Regions from separate parts of the Nomascus leucogenys genome. Here region 1 is linked to region 2. A link is a contact called in public Hi-C data. All regions are on one chromosome and are shown on one strand. Each heading gives the region's core, a stretch centred on a gene start, on an enhancer-like site or on the middle of the called end of the contact. The rest is flanking DNA. Distances are from core to core; before and after follow the strand shown. Region 1 has its middle 35 kb from the start of PIM1. Region 2 holds the start of PIM1 (serine/threonine-protein kinase pim-1).

Region 1 (2,763 bases), core at 54-2,553, 35 kb before region 2:
GTTCGGGCAGATCATTTGAGTTCAGGAGTTTGAGACCAACGTGGCCAACATGTCAAAACCCCGTCTCTACCAAAAAATACAAAAATTAGCTGGGCATGGTGCTGGGTGCCTGTAGCCCCAGCTACTCAGGAGCCTGAGGCAGGAAAATCGCTGGAACCCGGGAGGTGGAGGTTGCAGTGAGCCGAGATCACTCCACTGCACTCCAGCCTGGGTGACAGGGCAAGACTTTGTCTCAAAAAAATAAAAATTAAAATTAAAATTAGCCAAACATGGTTTGGCTGGTGGTGCGTGCCTATATCCCAACTACTTGGAAGTCTGAAGTGGGCGGATCACTTGAGCCTGGGAGGCAGAGGTTGCATTGAGCCAAGATTGTGCCACTGCACTCCGCCTGGGTGACAGTGAGACCATGTGTCAAAAAAAAAAAAAAAAAGAAAGAAAAAGAAAAAAGAAAGGAGGGAGGAAAAGGAAAGTTGGGAGCCTGAGAAGGTGCAGGTACCCCTGGGATAGCAGATCTGTAAGCGTTTTTCAGTCATTTCCACCTAGGGTGACAGGAGGGGCTGTGTGCAGGGGATGATGGTGTCAAGAGGAAGCAAGCAGGCATGGAACTTCCCCAGAGAGAAGAGGGTCTCCGCTTTCCCACGGCCTCTGCTCTTAGGTGTCTAACCACCAAATATTTCTTCAGCAACTTTCCCACCTGACTGTGGCTGCCTTTAACTCCAAGTCATTTCTAGCAATAGTGTCCCACGGAGGATAAACTTCATTCTCCGTCAGCTTCCTCCCACTGGTTCAAGATGTGTCAATGTTTCCATGAGGTTTACTTCTTTTCACCTCACGGCTTTCACTCTTCATTTCCCTGGCCTCCTTTCCCCTAGTCCTCCCCACATGGATTGCTACCTTTCTTCAGTCTCTTTTTTTTTTTTTTTTAATTTTTTTAAAATGTTTTTGCTGTGTCACCCAGGCTGGAGTGCAGTGGCACCAGGCTCAAGTGATCCCGCTTCAGCCACCTGAGTAGCTGGGACTACAGGTGCATGCCACCACGCCTGACTAATTTTTGTATTTTTCTGTAGAGACAGGGTTTCGCTATGTTGCCCGGGCTTGTCTTGAACTTCTGGGCTCATGTGATCCTCCAGGCTCTGCCTTCCAAAGTGTTGGGATTACAGGCGTGAACCACTGTGCCCGGCCTCCTCAGTGTCTTCTGACTGTTGGTCTGTACACACGGACTGAAGCTTTGCTTCCCCCCAAGCCCCACTGCATCCCTCTCTCCACCCAGCAAGTGTTTTATGAAGGGCCCTGGGAGCCAGCCCTGGAGGAGGCTGCCTGGAGACAAGGACTGAGCCCCTGACTCGCAGACACACAGGGAAGATGCGCAGGGAAGCACTCCCAGCCTCCCTCCCGTGTCGTCCTCTCACCAGCTATTAGTAAAAGAGGGACTCATTTAAATGCTTACTTTTTTCCCACAAATAAATTATGATTTTATTCCCTGGGAAATAGTTTTTACAAATGCCTCTGATCATATTTTGTTTCATTAACAGGGGATTTTTTTGTTTTGTTTTACATCTCTTTTGTTATTATTTTTTTAATTTTACTTTAGATTCAAGGGCACGTGTGCAGATTTCTTTTCTTTTCTTTTCTTTTTTTTTTTTTTTTTTTTGAGATGGAATCTCACTCTGTAGCCCAGGCTCTGGAGTACAGGGGTGTGATCTCGGCTCACTGCAACCTCCACCTCCTGGGTTCAAGTGATTCTCTTGCCTCAGCCTCCCGAGTAGCTGGGATTACAGGCACTCACCACCATGCCCGGCTAATTTTTGTATTTTTAGTAGAGAAAGGGTTTCACCACGTTGGCCAGGATGGTCTCGGACTCCTGACCTCAAGTGATCTGCTGGCCTTGGCCTCTCAAAGTGCTGGGATTACAAGTATGAGTCACTGCACCTGGCTGGATTCCCCAGTTTTGTGATCCTCACCCTTCTCCAACCTTCCACCCTCTAGTAGGCCCCAATGTCTGCTGTTCCCTTCTTCGTGTCCATATGTACTCAGTGTTCAGCTCCCACTTGCAAGGGAGAACACGCGGTATTTTTTTTCTGTTCCTGTGTTAGTTTGCTTAGGAAACAAGGGTTTTATGCATGTGTGTTTGGTGTATGATTGTGTGTGTCTGTGCATCTGTATTGTGTGTGTGAATGTATGCATTCGGGTCTGTGTGTATGTTTGCAATCTGGGTTTGTGCACGTGCATGCTTGTATTTGTGTCTGTTGTGTCTATGTGTGTATGTTTGTGTATCTGTGTTTGCGTATGTGAATATGTGTGTGTATTTGTGTATGTTGTGTCTGTGTGTCTGTGTTTGTGTGAGTATGTGCGTGTATTTGTATATGTTGTGTCTGTGTGTATGTTTGGGTATCTGTGTTTGTGTATGTGAATATGAGTGTGTATTTGTGTATGTTGTGTCTGTGTGTATGTTTGTATGTCTGTGCTTGTGTGTGTGTGTGTGCTTGTGTATATGTAAAAGACTGAGTTAAATAATTACTTGGCGATTATCAGAAATAACTTTCATATTAAAGATACACAAAACTCAAAATTTTGTCAGACTTTACATGTTTTTAAAATCTCCTTCTGCCTCTTACCAAGGATACAGAAATGTATCCCGTGAGGGGCATCTTATTTAAAGTGTGTGTTTGGTTTCTTCTCCTGACAGAGTGTGGCACTGACAAGATGTCTTTTATGAATGATGTGATGGAGAATGGATTTGAAGTCAGCCTGCTTCTCAAATGG
Region 2 (2,700 bases), core at 75-2,574:
AAGTCCGTGTAGACGGTGTCCTTGAGCAGCGCCCCCGACCCGAAGTCGATGAGCTTGAGCTCGCCGCGATTGAGGTCGATAAGGATGTTTTCGTCCTTGATGTCGCGGTGGAGCACCCCGCAGTTGTGGCAGTGCCGCACGGCCTCCAGCACCTGCCAGAAGAAGCTGCGGGCCAGCTCCTCTTGCAGGGCCCCCCTTTCCGTGATAAAGTCGAAGAGATCTTGCACCGGCTCGGGTCTCTCCAGGATCAGAACGAAACTGTCGGGCCTCTCGAACCAGTCCAGGAGCCTAATGACGCCGGAGAAACCCGAGCTCACCTTCTTCAGCAGGACCACTTCCATGGGCACTCGGGTGCCATTAGGCTGCAGGGGCGAGGGGGCCGCGTTAGGGCGGGAGTCGGGGGCGCCCTCACCCCACCCACGCATCCTGGGGGTCGCTCCTGGAGGGCACTCACCAGCTCTCCCCAGTCGGAAATCCGGTCCTTCTCCACGTGTTTGATGGCCACCTGGAAGCCCCAGAGTCTCCGTCAGGTCCCCTCGTCCGGGCTAAAGCACGGCCGTGCGCCCCCCGCCCGGCGCGCCCTCCCCACCGCGAGGCGCCCACTCACCGGCAAGTTGTCGGAGACGCGGATGCCTGAGTAGACCGAGCCGAAGCCGCCGCTGCCCAGTAGCGGGCCCACCTGGTACTGCGACTCCAGGGGCTCCTTCTCCTTGCCTAGGAAAGGCGGAGGCACGGGGACTCAGTGCCGGCCCGCGAGCCGCCAGCTCCCCACCCAGGAGATCCCGCCGCCGCCCCGCATCCCCGGGCCGGAGGCGGGGAGGTGCTCTCACCGGGCGCCAGCTTGGTGGCGTGCAGGTCGCTGCAGGGCGCGGCGCGCAGGTGGGCAAGCGAGTTGATTTTGGACAAGAGCATCCCAACCTCCAGGATGTCGGCGCAGGGACGGTGCCCAGAGGGGCTGCAGCAGGAGCCGGAGCCGGGGCTGTGCCGAAGGCTATGCCTGGGGCTGTGGCTGTGGCTGCGGGTGGCGTTGCGGCTGTGGCTGCGGCTGGCGCGGAAGGCCGAGGGCGAGTCGGAGGACAACTGAGGGCGCTGCCGGGACTGGCGGCGGGAGGGCGCGCCAGCGGGGTCGGGCAGCGCTGAGAGCGGCGGGGTGAGCGGCTCGTGGGGCTCGTGCGGCAGCGCCGCGGGGCAGGAGGCTAGTGGCTGCTGCTGCTGCTGCTGCTGCCGGTCCCGCCGCCGCCGCTGCTGCCACCGACTCCTCTCGGGCCTCCTCAGCCACCGCGGCCGCTGCAGCAGACGCCCGGCTCGCCCCACAGCCAGGAGTAAAGGGGAGGAGCGCGCCGGCGGGGAGGGCGCGCGGGGAGGGCGCGGCGGGCGGGGACAGGGCGGGGCCTCTCCGGGAGGCCAAGGCGGGGAGCAGGGCTGCCGGGCCGGCCGAGGGAGGAGAGGGGGTGGGGAAGCGGCGGGACTGGGCGACTCCCCTCGGCCTCCGCCCCGCGCGCTCCGTGGCCGCGCCCCGGCCCCGCCCCCGCCAGCGCTCTCCAGCCAACCAGAAGCCGACTGATCTGCATAACTCGGCGCGCCCCGCCCCGCCCCGCCCCGCCCCGCCCCGCTCCCGCGGTCAGAATGGTCTCTACGCCGCCACGACGTGGCGGGAAGGAAAAGGCGCCAAAATGGAGGGGGAGGGGCGCGGGGCGTGAGGGGAGGCGGGAGCTGGGTGTAGGGCCGCGAGGGAGGAAGGATGGGGAGGGGCGTATCGATTCAAACCCAAACAATAACAAAGCCATCAAAGGCCGCCCGAGGCCGGCTCTGCGGCTCTCCGTTTCGCTGAGGTTTTTGGGTCAAGGGCTCGAGCCGGAGCATAACAAGTTGCGCGGAGACGACGGGCGTTGGTGTGTCAGGCGGGGAGGCCGGCGCGCCGGGTGTCGGACTGTGTGTGGGGATGCCGACGAGGGTGGTCTTTCTGTGTGACTCAGACCCGAGACCTCCAAGTCGGCTGGGGCGGGCTGACGTCGCGCTGTAGGCTGGGGGCGGATTCTGGGGGTTTGTGTGTTGGGGGGCGCGTCGGGGGCGAAGGATCCGCAGGACATGAGTCACGGAGGGAGTGGAGGAGTCAGGCCTGGAACAGAACTGGAGGCGGGAGCCCTGCTCCTGCGGGAAAGGGATGCAGCCCTCAGTCGTTCCGGCCGGCTAAAAGCTCAGCCCCGGGATTCCCATTTTAGAAATGCAAAAGCACCAGCGAATCCTGATTCCTGCGAAGGGATGTGTGTCAAAGGGCCGGGTAAAGAGGAAATCACGAAGCAAATGTTAGTGTTGTGATGCCAGATGCTGCCTCAGCCCCTTCTGTGAGGGCGGAAAATTCCTCATCTAAAACGAGGGTGGGAGGGCGCGCTTGATTTAACCAGTTTTCACGTTGTAGTCACCTTTTCATCAGCCTGGTATTACCAGGCAGGCAATACCAGCAATTATTGGCCAACCCCAAGTCTTGTCTCAAAGGAAACCCCCCACCCTCTGCCTCCCTTGGAAATAACCCGGAACACTGACCAATTCCACTTGCATCCTTTGTCCTTTTAAACTTCATGTAGAGTTGGTAACGACGTGTGAAATGAGTAAATTAAAATACTATATAATCCATAAATTGAATTGTCAGTGACCTAAGTAATTGAAAGCTAACTACATTCTATTTTAATTTTTTGAAGT

What was found. A called contact is a pair of places that touch in the nucleus more often than the background predicts.
Region 1: a contact with region 2 is called in a Hi-C map of an unstated tissue, with 2.3 times the contacts expected there. The contact joins the enhancer-like site here to the promoter of PIM1 in region 2. A contact is called at or near these places in 2 of 4 Hi-C or Micro-C datasets (a lymphoblastoid cell line and an unstated tissue).

What each region holds. Positions count from the first base shown.
Region 1 is chr17:843,386-846,148 of Asia_NLE_v1, reverse strand. No RefSeq gene overlaps it. Among named protein-coding and RNA genes, the nearest start is that of PIM1, 35 kb to the right of the region's middle. Within about 2 kb of position 1,303, the one cell type or tissue checked has an H3K27ac peak away from gene starts, as active enhancers do. A contact at or near this core is called in a lymphoblastoid cell line, where this site is marked.
Region 2 is chr17:808,618-811,317 of Asia_NLE_v1, reverse strand. It overlaps PIM1 (serine/threonine-protein kinase pim-1), which reads right to left and starts at 1,324. Exons shown (of 6, transcript XM_012496573.2): 1 at 831-1,324; 2 at 608-714; 3 at 455-505; 4 at 1-362. The coding sequence starts at 912.